Linked DNA regions of Triticum aestivum: region 1 is linked to region 2. A link is a contact called in public HiCAR-type data. All regions are on one chromosome and are shown on one strand. Each heading gives the region's core, a stretch centred on a gene start, on an enhancer-like site or on the middle of the called end of the contact. The rest is flanking DNA. Distances are from core to core; before and after follow the strand shown. Region 1 holds the start of LOC123113085 (trihelix transcription factor ASIL2). Region 2 holds the start of LOC123116854 (low temperature-induced protein lt101.2).

Region 1 (6,406 bases), core at 485-2,984, 180 kb before region 2:
CCTCCTTGCTCCGCGGAGAGCTCACATTTGCGGCGTCGCTGTCCGCCGCCCTGCTGGTCTCCTTGTGCGTGGCCTGATCGACGGTCTTCTCGGCCTTCACGGTCGCGGAGCCGTTGGCGTCTGCGTTGAGTAGCTCGGAGAGCGCCCCGGGCGGCCCTGCGGTGTCCGGCGGCTGCTGGAGGGCGGTGTCTGCTTCGGCGTCGGCCTCCGGCTCTGCTTTCAGCGGTGCTCGCGGCTGGACGATGCCATCGTTACTCGGCTCCGGTTGCGCCTGCGGCTGGCCAGAGCAGCCGGCGGCCGGCCCCTTGAGCAGCCCGTCCATGCGGCCGAAGAAGCGCCACGACGGGCCACCGGAGGCGCTGGCTGCCCCGGCTACTCCGGCGCGCGTGGCGGCGGCCGACTCGGCCCGGTAGCGCTTCTTCATGGACTCGACCTTGTTCTTGCACTGGTTGGGGGTCTTGGCGGTGCCCCCGGCAGCGGCGCCGGGCTTGGAGGCGTGGTCGGAGGAGGAGCAGTGGGCGGAGACGTCGTGGGCGATGTCGACCCAGTCGCTCCACTTGAGCTTGGCCCGGTTGCGGAGCAGCCACTTGGCCTCGTAGGCCTCGAGCAGGCGCGAGATGCCGCTCTCGCTCCACTCGTCGCGCTTCGGCTGCTGCTGCGGCGCCGGCGCGGGCGGCGCCGCGTCGGGGAGGCCGTCCATCGAGGCCGCAGCAGAGCAGCCGGAGCCCCAAAACTGGGGACCGAGCTTAAGCAGAGGCAGGGGAGCAGTTGGACCGAGACCGTCTGACTCTGTCAGTCTGTCGGCGAGAAGATCCCTCTCCGGCACGGGGATCTGCTCAAAACCGGTGCACCAGAGCCTGAATTCTGCTCGGGAAGAAGAAGAGCTTGGCTCAATCTCTGAAGCTGGAGGCCTGCCGCGTGAGCGATCAGGGGAGGATGGTGTGTCCCTGGCCTGAAGCTGGGATCGGAAAAGATGGCGCCTTTTCCTTCCCTTTTTCCAGGGGTGACGAAAGAAGGGAATTTCGGGAGGAGCTAACTTCCCAGATGGAGCAGAAAGGGCAGGCCGGCGGTTATGATGCGGCAGCGGGTGCCGTGCCGCTGCCGGACGGACGAACAGCTGAATCCAAAGCAAGCGCTGTGTCACTCATAACCCCATGGCTAGCCGCGATCAAGGGGGAAGAGAAGCAAGAAAGCAAGTTTGGAGCGGTCAAAAGACAGCGGGGGAGCGTCGTGGAGAAGAGTCAAGGGCTAGGCCGCGGCGGCAGCGGCGGCAGGGCGAGGGGACTTGATTCGAGCTCGGAAAGAAAAGGGAGGGTGGCGGCCGGGGCCGGGGCCGGGAGGTGGGGCGGGGAAGGATCCCTCTCCTCTCCGTGGGGGGAGGGGGAAAGTGGGGGGGAGAGAGGACTCCGCCCGCCTGCCCGCGCGGCCACGGTTGCCAACTGCCGGCCGCGTGAGGTAGGCCCGCCACGGACAGCGAGGGCGGGCGGGAAGTGGAGGCGCGCGTCGCGTCGGACCGCATTAGCCGACGGGAGCGGGGGCGTGACGCGCGCGCTGACCGGATCGGCGCGGCCCGGCGGCAAAACAAAGCGGATGGATTGATTCGTCGCTGTCGCTGGCGCGTCCGGCGGGCGGGCGGTGACCCCAACCCCAACCCCAACCGTGGTGGTTGGTTGCTTCTTGCTGGGTGGGACTCCGCCCGCACCGCACCCGCACTAGCGCTAAGCCCTCCCACGCGCCGCGGTTGGTGGCGGACTGGCGTGCGTCTTCTTCTGCTCCCTTTTTCCCTCGCGGCTTGCTGGAGCACTGTTCAGGCAGTTGACTAGCCGAGCCAGCACCGGCAGCTCAGCTCCAGGGACACCACCCTATCAGCTCCGGATGTCATGCGACTAAGGCCCAGTTCTTTTGGCCAATTCTCCCATAATCTTGAGAATCAACCCTTCATCCTGCTACTCCCAAAATCTTGAACTCATATTTTTTTCTTTTACAATCCTAAATACTCCCTCCGTTCCAAAATAGATGACCCAACTTTGTACAATTAGGATTGTACAAAATATGGATACAAGATTCTGGGAGAAGCTGGGCGGAGGGTCGATTCTCAAGATTCTGGGAGAATCGCCCAAAAGAACCGGGGCTAAGAGCACCAGATACCGTAAAACGGGGCATGCGAAATAATAAACGCCGGTTTACGGGCATGGGCAATTTTTCCTGCCCGAATAGATCCCATGTAATGGGCCATCCTGATTTTTTTGTATGGGATTTTGCATACTCCATGTCGTTTTCGCCATATCTACGAGATTCACACTTGTTTTTGCTGGATCCCCTTTCCTAGACGCTGATGGAAATATGCCTTAAAGATAATAATAAAATGGTTACTATTATATTTCCTAATTCATGCTAGAATTATATTGATCGGAAACTTTGATACATGTGTGAATACATAAACAAACACCGTGTCTCTAGTGAGCTTCTAATAGACTACCTCGTTGATAAAAAATGATTAAGGTTTCCTAACCATGGACATAGTTGTCATTTGATAATGGGATCACATCATTAGGAGAATCATGTGATGGACAAGACCCATTCATTAGCTTACCATAATGATAGTTCAGTTTTATTGTTATTGCGTTCTTCATGTCAAATACATATTCCTTCGACTATGAGATTGTGCAACTCCCGAATACCGGAGGAGTGCCTTGTGTGCTATCAAACGTCACAACGTAACTGGATAATTACAAAAATGCTCTACAGGTGTCTCTGAAGGTGTCTGTTGAGTTGGTATAGATGAAGATTAGGATTTGTCACTCCGGGTATCAGAGAAGTGTCTCTGGGCCCTCTCGGTAATACACATCATAAGTTTGCAAGCAAACGTCTAAGGAGTTAGTCACGAGATGATGTATTACGGAACGAGTAAAAAGACTTGCTGGTAACGAGACTAAACTGGTATGAAGATACCGACGATCAAATCTCAGGCAAATAACATACCGATAGACAAAGGAAATTACGTATGTTCTCATAACGGTTCGACAGATAAAGATCTTCGTAGGATATGTAGGAGCCAATATGGGCATCTAGGTTCCGCTATTGGTTATTGACCAGAGAAGTGTCTCGGTCATGTCTACATAGTTCTCGAACCTATAGGGTCCGCACGCTCAACGTTCGTTGACGATATAGTATTATATGAGTCATGTGATTTGGTGACCGATTGCTGTTCGAAGTCTCGAATGAGATCACGGACATGACGAGGAGTCTCAAAATGGTCGAGAGGTAAAGATTAATATATAGGACGATGGTATTCGGACACCGGAAGTGTTCCGGAGGGTACTGGGTACATATCGGGTCACGGGAAAGGGTTCCGGGCACACCCGGCAAAAGATATGGGCCTTGTGGGCCAAGAGGGGAAACACACCAGCCACAAGGGGCTGCTGCGCCCCCCATATGGGCCGGCCAAGGTGGAGAAGGAAAGGGGAAGAAGAAAACGAAAGAAAGAGAATAGGATTCCCCCTTCCTTCCCCCTCCCGCTTCTTTCCTTCCCTCTCTGATATATATGGCAGGGGGCCGCGCGGCTTGGGAGGAGCCCAAGTAGGATTTGGTCCTACTTGTGGCGCCTCCTGGCCTCTCCCCTCCCCCTCCCACCTATATATATGTGGGGGGGGGGGGGGCGCCCCTAGCACACACCAGACAATTGCCTAGCCGTATGCGGCGCCCCCATCCACTGTTTACTCCCTCGATCATATTTTCGTAGTGCTTAGGTGAAGCCCTGCAGAGATCACTTCACCATCACCGTCACCATGCCGTCGTGCTGACGAAACTCATCTACTACCTCAATGTCTTGCTGGATCAAGAAGGCGAGGGACGTCACCGAGCTGAATGTGTGCAGAAATCGGAGGTGTCGTACGTTCGGTACTCGATCGGTGGATCGCGAAGAAAGTTCGACTACATCAACCACTTTGTGAAACGCTTCCGCTTACAGTCTATGAGGGTAAGTAGACACACTCTCCCCCTCGTTGCTATGCATCTCCATGGATAGATCATTGCGAGAGCGTAGAATTTTTGTTTTCCATGCAATGATTCCGAGCAGTGGCATCATGAGCCAGGTCTATGCGTAGATGATATGCACGAGTAGAACACAAAGAGTCGGGGGCGGTGATAGTCATACTGTTTACCACCAACGCCTTATTTTGATTCAGAGGTATTGTGGGATGAAGTGGCCCGGACCAACCTTACATGTCCACGTACCTGAGACCGGTTCCACCAACAGGCATGCAACTAGTTTTGCATAAAGGTGGGGGTGTCTGTTTCTCCTACTTTAGTTGAATCGAATTTGACTAGGGCCGGTCCTTAAAGAAGGTTAAAACAGCAAACTTGATGAAACATCGTTGTGGTTTTATGCGTAGGTAAGAACGGTTCTTGCAAGAAGCTCGTAGTAACCACGTAAAATTGCAACAACAAAGTAGACGACGTCTAACTTGTTTCTGCAGGGTATGTTGTGATGTGATATGGTCAAGACATGATGAGATATACATTATTGTATGAGATGATCATGTTTTGTAAGATATCTGGCAACTAGCAAGAGCCGTATGGTTGTCACTTTATTGTATGAAATGCATACGTCATGTAATTGCTTTACTTTATCGCTATGAGTTAACAATAGTTGTAGAAGCAAAATTTGGCGAGACGACCACAGCGCTACGATGGAGATCAAGGTGCCGAGCGGTGACGATGGAGATCATGGCGATGATTTGGATATGGAGATCAAAATCACAATATGATGGCCATATCATGTCACATAATTTGATTGCATGTGATGTTTATCTTTGATGCATCTTATTTTGCTTAGTACGATGGTAGCATTATAAGATGATCCCTTCACTAAATTTCAAGGTATAAGTGTTCTCCTTGAGTATGCACCATTGCGACAGTTCGTCGTGTTGAGACACCATGTGATGATTAGGTGTGATAGACTCTACGTGTGATAGCCTGGATTTGCCTTCTCCCTTTTTCTGGACTTTCTTTTGCATTTTCTTTGGATTTCGAGTTTTGAATCAATTCAAATGGACTTGAACACTTGGGCCTACCCTTGATCTTCACCCAAGTGATCCATCCATCCCTAGCTCATCTTTCCTTCTCTGAAAAACTCCAAAACTAACCCAAGGGATATTTTTCATAAAAGAAAAATATTCATTTTCTTCCCTAGAAATCAATTCAGATAAATATGCTCCAAAGCAACCCCTATTTTTATTGCATCTAAAATCCTGAGAAAATTCACAAATATTCTTTGGACCCTAAGACACCTCCCTGAGCAAAAATATTGCATAAATTTTTGGAATATTTTTGCTACAGAAAATCATTTCTGTTCTGGACAGAATAACCACATTACACAGCAAGTATATTTTTCCTTGATCCTTTGGGGTTGATCTTTTCTGAGCTTCATTACCTTCCTAAGTGAATGCTAAACCCGAAAGCACAACCCTTAGTTCTTACTGAATCATTCCCAGTTAACCTCACAAGTTTTTGTCCAGAAACTTGCCAGGAAGAAGTTCACTCGCACAGCTCACTTGTGACCCATCCAAACATCCAGAACAACCAAAACCACTAAGGAATACACGCCAGACATGGAGTTTGCGCTTCGCTCAGCCTGAGGCAAGAGTTCACGCGGTGACCGCGTTCGTCCAGAGGGGTTGGCATGCCGCTGACGTGCTTTGCGACGCGCCCGTGTCTCTGTTGCGCGCGTGCTCGCTGCCCCGACTACCGCACCTTGCCAAACCACGCCCCCATCATCATCTCCACCCCTTAACTCTGCCCTGGCACTCGCCGACGCCGGAGCTTGCCGCAGCGAGCACGGGCACGGCGCGGCCAAGCCAACAGTGCACTCGTGCCCCTATGCTCGTCGCGTACCTGGCTCCTGTGCTCGTTGCTGCTCGCCCACAGTTCCCGCATGAGCCACGACGTCTTCTCCCCCTCTCACTGATGCCATTCGTCATCGGGCGCCCCTCTAGAGAACTCCGGCGAGCACTCGATCCTCGCCTCGGCCTCGCCTATAAATAGAGCCCTCCCGAGCTCATTTCTCCTCACCACTGAACTCACACCACCACCACCACGCCGTAGGTAGCCGCAGCTTGGCCGGACAGGCCTCTAGCCGTCATCCCCGACCCGAGCTCGCCGGTGATCCCCTTCCAGTTCCCCCTCCCTCTCCAGAGCCACTTGAGCTCAACCGACTCCTCCGGCGTGTCCCTGGTGAACCACTGGTGCATGCTGGTGCTGTTGGAGTTGCTAGACCGGCCCTGCCTCACCGGAATCGCCAACTCCGACGAGCTCCGCCCGCTGCCACTGCTGGAGAGCTCTGTCCCGACCCCGTCCAACCAACCCTAGCCACGTTTCAGGTACATGCAGATGCACAAGAACCTCA
Region 2 (6,934 bases), core at 4,263-6,762:
GTCATCCTGTTCATCAAGCCCTCCACGAGGTCCTGTTCATCCACCCCCAACCGGCTCGACCGATCGGGGTCCTGTTCATCCAGCGACAATGACCTCTACTAGCATGGGGTCCTGTTCATCCAACCCCCCACCGGGAACTGTTCATCCACACCCCCCCCCAACAATGCTCACTGTTCATCAAGGGAAGGAGGCAGCAGGTTCGATCGGCTTCAGTTAGATGCAGTAGCTAAGGAATCGCTCGATCGGGTTTAGTTAACAGCCAGGGATCGATCGATCGCTCGGGTTCAGTAACGCGTAGCCTGCAGCGCAATCGCTCGGGTTCAGTAGGTGAATGCCTCGCTCAGGTTCGGTTAGGGACCAACGCCTCGCACCCACATGCGTACGTGTACGAGAGAAACACGCATCGCTCGGCCCCCGACCACCCACTGTAACCGGGAACTCCCCGATATTTTCCTCGTCATCGCTTCTACCATGGTTTTTTCCGTCATGGACGGCCCAAAGAATGTCATGCAGTTGCGTCTCCGGCCCGCCCAGGAAGAAAAACCCATTTTCTTTCATGATTTTTTGTCATAGAAGTAGGAGCCCACCACATCTATGATGATACCGGGTTTTGTCACAATTATAGTCATAGAAGTGTCATAAGCATGACAAAAAAAACTTCATTCGGCCCAAAATGTCACGGATATGTCTTTTTTTTGTAGTGCTCCCCTCTCGACCGCGACCACGTCGCCCCCGCGGGCGGCCGGTCGCGCCTCCCCTCCTTCCCCTCTCTCCTCCTTCCTGCCGCCGTCGCCCGCCGCGGGCCTGGCTCGGGCGACGTTGGCTGCAGCGGCTCCCGACCCTTCCACATCTAGGGTTTATCTGGCACGGGACGGAGTGGCTCCGGGAGGTGTCTTCAAGCGGCGGCGAGGTTTCCTGTCGCGGGCGGGGGCGAACTCTGGGCGGCGGCGGCGCCGTTGGCGGGGGAGGGCGAGTTGGTGGCGCCGGTCGGCCCAGATCTAGGCCCTTCGGGCACCATCTGGGCCAGGTGGGCCGGCAACAGGCGTGGCGTTGGCGTGGCCCTCACGAGGCGGTGGCGAGTGGTGATAATGGGCAGGGTGCTGGCGGCGTCGACGCCAGCCTGCTACAGCGTGGCCGGCGGGGCTTAGCGCCCCGTTTCGGGCCTGGTCGAGCCAGGGGTTGCCTACTATGCCCCGATGCCGTGTCTGGACGGCTACCGCGACGGCGCCAGAGCCCCCCCCCCTCCCGCACGACGGCAGTGGAGGTGGTTCCTTCCCGCCCAACCTTGGTGTTGCTGCTCCCGTCGCTTGGCTCTTCTCTCCGGTCTTCTTGGCTCGTGGTGGTGCTCGCAGCGAGACGGCGTTGGTGGCGGCGCAACCGTGATGGCGCATGGTTAGGCGATGGTTTGGCTGGTCGACTCCGGTTGGCCGGTGGGGTTTGGCGTGCGGGAGAAATCCTTGTCGATTCGTCCGGCTCCGATGCGGTGACACCGGCGGGTGCCATTATCCCTTCTTGGAGGGTGTCAGGAGTAGCTATCCCCTACCTCCCTCCGCGTACTGGGGGAAACCCTAGGACTTGTCCGGGCAGCAGCGTCATCGGCGTCGCTCCCTTCTTGGAGGTGCTGCTTAGTTCGCGGTAGATCGGAGCCTCGGGTTGTGGTGGTTTGTTTCCGGAGGACGCAGCGGTCGCGGGTCTTCCACTTCGAGCTGCCATTGTTGGCATTTATTTCTTCTTCTTTTTCTTTGGGCTTGATGTGCTGCTCGCCCCAGCATTGTGATGTGTACATTGATGGTTTGCTTTGGAATACAAAGCGGGGGAAACCTTTTTTGAGTAATACATGTATTGTTGTATGTTCCATCTCAGAAGAACGAAAGATATGCTTTGACCTTCCGCTCAGCACCGCCATTTGTCGCGAGCATGCCTTCTCATGTCTCATCTCTGTACAGTGCAAAGGGGGGAAATATTGTAATAGAAAGAATAAAAAGACACTGATTTCATGAAGCTTTTCTGGCTTGCGGAACCTCTTGGCAGATTACCGCATCAAGGGAGAATGCTTACATAATCCATGAAAAATGGTTGTTTACACTTCTGAAATTTAAGGTAATGGATGAATTATGACTGCATCAGCATACAATTTGGTTACTCTGAAAAAACAAAAACATATAGAAGTGTCAAACACACTGAAAGACATGAGAAGTGCTGAGCGGAAGGTCAGAGCATATAATTTTTTTAGCAAGAGAATGGTCTCTAACTACGCAAGAGTGAATAGATGTATCAAAAGGGAATGCTTAAATAATCCATGAAAAATGGTTGTTTACAATTCTGAAATTTAAGGTAATGGGTGAATTATGACGACATCAGCATACAATTCGGCTACTCTGAAAAACAAAAAGTTATAGAAGTGCCAAACACATGTCTTTCTGACTGAAGACAAGCAGGCGACATGCATCAGATTTTATTTACCACCAATGGTGCTTGAAATTGCAATCAATGTTCATTTTGGTGCCTAAACTTGAAAAATATGTTGAACTGGTTCTAATACTTGACATGAAGCGTGCAAATACGGTGCTAATGTCATTCGTAGACATAAAGGGTGCTGACCGTAGCACCGTATTTTGCTGAGGTGGCATGGGGTCCACTTTTAGCGACGAAACCGGATTTTAGTTGAATATTATGTCTATAAAAAGTGGGCCTCATCTGTCAGTACACAAGAAAACTAAAATAAGAAATGCTAAGGAACTGGGTTTGAACAAGCAAACTGAAGAATGGGGGCGAGCTGTGCTAGATGTAATTTTACAAGCCACACAAACAGATACCTTTATATGCAAACTTCGGCCCCTTAGGCTAGATGTACTATGAAATATAAAAGGCTCGTGCTTCTTAAATTGCTTGCAGTTAGTGCTGCCCATTTAGCAGATGTTAACTTTTAAAAATGTAAAAATCTGTAAATTATAAATCACAGTAATGCAAATAAAGTTCAATTATTCGTGTGGTATTAATAGTTATAAATATTGTACATATAACTAAAATAACTAACTTAAAAAAATGTTCATTTAACTTTTAGGATATTCATGTATTATTTTAAAACACATTAATATAACTAAAATAATAGATACGAATTATAACAATGTTTGTATAATTTAATATAAAATAATAAAAATATTTTAAAATTACAGTTCGTAAATTATTTTAATTATTCAAATATTTGAGTAATTAAATGCATATTTGTATAATTCATAAGTATGTCATTTAAGAAAATGTTTCTATAATTAAAAATTATTCATAATTTAAAATTTAAAATGTACATATGAATATTCACTCGTGGATTATATTTACATTATACAAAACTTAAGAATATAAGCCATGAGTGAAATTATACGCCAGTGAATATTCGTAAGTATTTAGTAAATGTTGTTATCCATAAATTTCTTCAAATTAAATATGATCCAGGCATGTACGTAAATATTCATTCACTATATTAAAAATAGTATTTTAAAAATAATATGTTAATATTTCTTATTTCTTAAAATTACTGGAACATTTATATATTTTTTCTTTTTTGTGCACATGAATATTTTTGTACCACGAGGTTATTATTTATGTACCACAAATATTTATAATGCATGACATGGCTTGGGGCTTGGTTTATAGCTTTTTTTTAATAATACAGGCACGCGAATATTTGTATACTACGAGGTAACTATTAATAACACACAAATATTTGAATCTAAGTTATTATTATTATTATTATTATCTACAGACGTTAACGTGTGAATGGTAGCATTTGTATTATTGTGATTATAATTCACAGATATTTTAAGTAAAATAACATGTGCTAAATGGGCCGCACTGATTGCAGCCAATTTAAGTAGCACAAGTATTAAAGCTGAGGGGCCAAGTCTGGCTACCTTAAAGCTGAGTGGCTAGCACAGCGCGCCCATACACTTCATGGCAATTTTTATTTTGGTTTTCTTGTCTATTGACAGGAGGGCCCCACCAGTCATAGGGACATACTATATTCAACTAAAATCCAGTTTCGTTGCTACAAGTGGATACTATGCCACGCCAATCAAATACTGTGCTACGGTCAGCACCCTTTACGTCTATGAATGGCATTAGCAACGTATTTGCACACTCGCGTCAAATTTTAGAACCAGTTCGATGTATTTTTTAAGTTTTTAGGCACTAAAGTGGACCCCAGTGGCAAGTTCGAGCACCACCTATGTTATTACCTCTTTACCCATCCATATGAACAGAGGCTGTTGCGTAGAATGACGAAGGGAATGAGTCAAATCAGAGAGCAACGAGCGTGCGTCAACGGGTAAAACCAGTTTACACGGATTAATTTGGTAGCATAGAAGGCTGTTTAGATGTCGTGGCATCTAAATAGAGCGGCATCCAACCAAAGTGGGTCAATCAGTGCCGCCGAACATCGTTCCGCCTCAAAATGTAAAGCAGCGTGCTTGCAGCGCCAGCCGCAGACGAGCCGTCCCGCCGTCCCATCTCCACCTGCTGCTCCTGCTCTAGTAGCCGACGACGAGCCGCACCTGGACGGATGCCCCATCCAGCCCATCACATGAGATCAGATCACAAGCAAACCTCTGCTTCGCCGCAGCCCAGGCGTGGCAGCAATCCTTTCAGGCTGTCAGCACGTCCACAGCATGCCGAAACAAAAGCACGTCTCGGCGGTTTGTTTTGGACATGAGAGAGTCGACAGCATCTCTGCTCCATCAATGAAGCATATAGCACACACAATTAAGTCCGATCGGAGAAATATCGCCACACAATGAGTGGCGGGGAATCCTGGGATCGCAACTCCTGTTTGTCACACAAACCTGCTCACCGACTGGCGTAAACCAGTGGGCAAAATCTTCAGAGCTGAAATTTATTCGGTTGTATGAGAATCACAGGACGGCCGGGGAAACCGGAGCACGGTTTAAGCAGCATTTACAGACTGATATAGAAAGAAGGCACGCCACACAGTGCAGCAGATGGAAACACACACACACACACACACACAGGACGTTGATTCGCACGGCATGAGGTGCTACACGATATCAACCAAGGGCGTCGTAGTCCCTGCCGCTCTCCTCCGAGGCAGAGCCATGCGCGACGAGCACGTAGACGGCGTAGATGATGCCGGGGATGTAGCCCAGGATGGTGAGCAGCAGGCAGATCAAGAACTCCATCTGTTCAAGGCAGACAGAAAGAAAGACCAATAAACACTATTATTAGTTTGCTAATATATCAGGATCCAGCATGGATCGCCTCGCGGAGAGGAAGGGGATGGATTGCTTACGCTACAGCAGCCGTAGCGGAGGAAGACGCCGAGCGGCGGCAGGATGACGGCGAGCAGGATCTCCACGAAGGTGCAGCTCCGGGACGCCATCGGGAGATCTCTCTCTCCCTCCCTCTCTCTTGCTCTGCTGGTCAGGAGGTTTGGTTGGGGGCCGCGTTGCTCTGTCGCGGGGAAGGAAGGACGGGAGGAGGCTTTAATTACACAAGTTGTGGTGGTGCTGGGCTGCTGGCTGGCTGGCTGTGCCGACATGCCATGCCACGCGGATCGACGGCGAAACGCCACAACGTGCCACCAGGTACGGGGCCAGAAAATCTGTATCACAACACGTGGAGCATTTCAAGTGGCTATTGCATAGTACTTGAACAGTGCCGGTTTCTCGTGATTCTGAAATCCGATACAACTGAATAAATTTCAGCTTGAATTCCGACTAGGGACATGGTATTTTGTCTATGTATTCACACATGTATCAAGTTTTCGGTTAATACAATTCTTGCATTAATAATAAACATTTATCATGAATAAAGAAATATAAAATAATAACTTTATTATTGTCTCTAGGCATATTTCCTTTATCATTGTCTCCAGCAACCACCTCGCCCAACTTAACCCTCACCCAAGTTGCAAGCACCGGTGGTCGACCTTGTCCCCCAAATCGCCCCTCCTCTCTCTCTTGAAACACAAAGCAGAAAGACATGCGGGGTGAGGAGTTTGACCAGACTCTTAATGTCGGTTGCGTACATTTTTTTTAGGGAAGTCGGTTGAGTACTTTGTATGGGCAGGGGAGCTGGTGTGCTGGGCCATCACGAAAAAAACACAAGATCGCTCCTAGGGCTCTATTTCCTGGTAGCTTAGAAACTGTACTGATACGACAAACGGTGTATGCTGCGTTGTGTCGGTGTAAAACGTCCGTGGAAGTGAGCATTTGAAGGGTCGCGGTGGCGGCAGGCCCTGCACCGCAGATCCAAGGCGGGTGGTCGTTGCGGCAGATCCTATGAGGCGGAGGCCGCGTCTCACGTGGGGAGGCTGGGGCGGCAGTCGGGTAGCGTCTCTGCTGCGCGGTGGCGATGGGAACCTACATGGTTGGCGGTGTGGCGGCCGCGGGCTCATGGGTGGCTCCGATGGCTGCGGATCTGGCGTCCTGACCAGATCCGTCTCCATACGGCCTTGGCCGGCCGGTGGCGCGAGGAGGACCGGTGAGGGGCGGCTGGAGGCTCCCTACCGGCGTGCCAACGGCGGCCCTCATCTCCACAGCGAGGATCCATTCGGTTCCAGCCAGCTGCGAGGTTGGGGGGATGCGACTTCCGGTGAAAATCGCACCGACTTCGGTCATGACGGACGATGGCGGCATCTATGATGTCGTTCCTTTCTCGAGCCATCATTGTTGCAAGTCGTGGCAACCCACTCTGATGCTCCAGAGGAAACCATAGATCTCGATCTACCGGATCGGACGATGATGGTACCTTTGTTGTCGTTGTTCCTCCTGAGGGCATCGTTTTGGAGCAAGTGCTAGTTGGTCGGGACAAGCGGAAGAGCGGTGTCTCATCCACCGCAAGGCCGACGGTGGATCCTGGTGGCATGGTGTTGCGAAGGTTCGGCGACGGGTGCGTGTGTTCGGATACGTGCAGGATGGTGGAG

Evidence for each region. HiCAR-type assays count read pairs that join an accessible place to other places.
Region 1: a HiCAR-type map of leaf shows a contact between it and region 2, with 4 times the contacts expected there. The contact joins the promoter of LOC123113085 here to the promoter of LOC123116854 in region 2. A contact is called at or near these places in 1 of 5 Hi-C or Micro-C datasets (leaf) and 1 of 1 datasets of contacts at active chromatin or transcription factors (leaf).

Annotation. Positions count from the first base shown.
Region 1 is chr5B:545,025,676-545,032,081 of IWGSC CS RefSeq v2.1, reverse strand. It overlaps LOC123113085 (trihelix transcription factor ASIL2), which reads right to left and starts at 1,734. Exons shown (of 2, transcript XM_044534213.1): 1 at 1-1,734. The coding sequence starts at 700.
Region 2 is chr5B:544,851,411-544,858,344 of IWGSC CS RefSeq v2.1, reverse strand. LOC123116854 (low temperature-induced protein lt101.2) reads right to left here and starts at 5,512. Exons shown (of 2, transcript XM_044537742.1): 1 at 5,300-5,512; 2 at 4,861-5,189. The coding sequence starts at 5,389. The coding sequence ends at 5,058.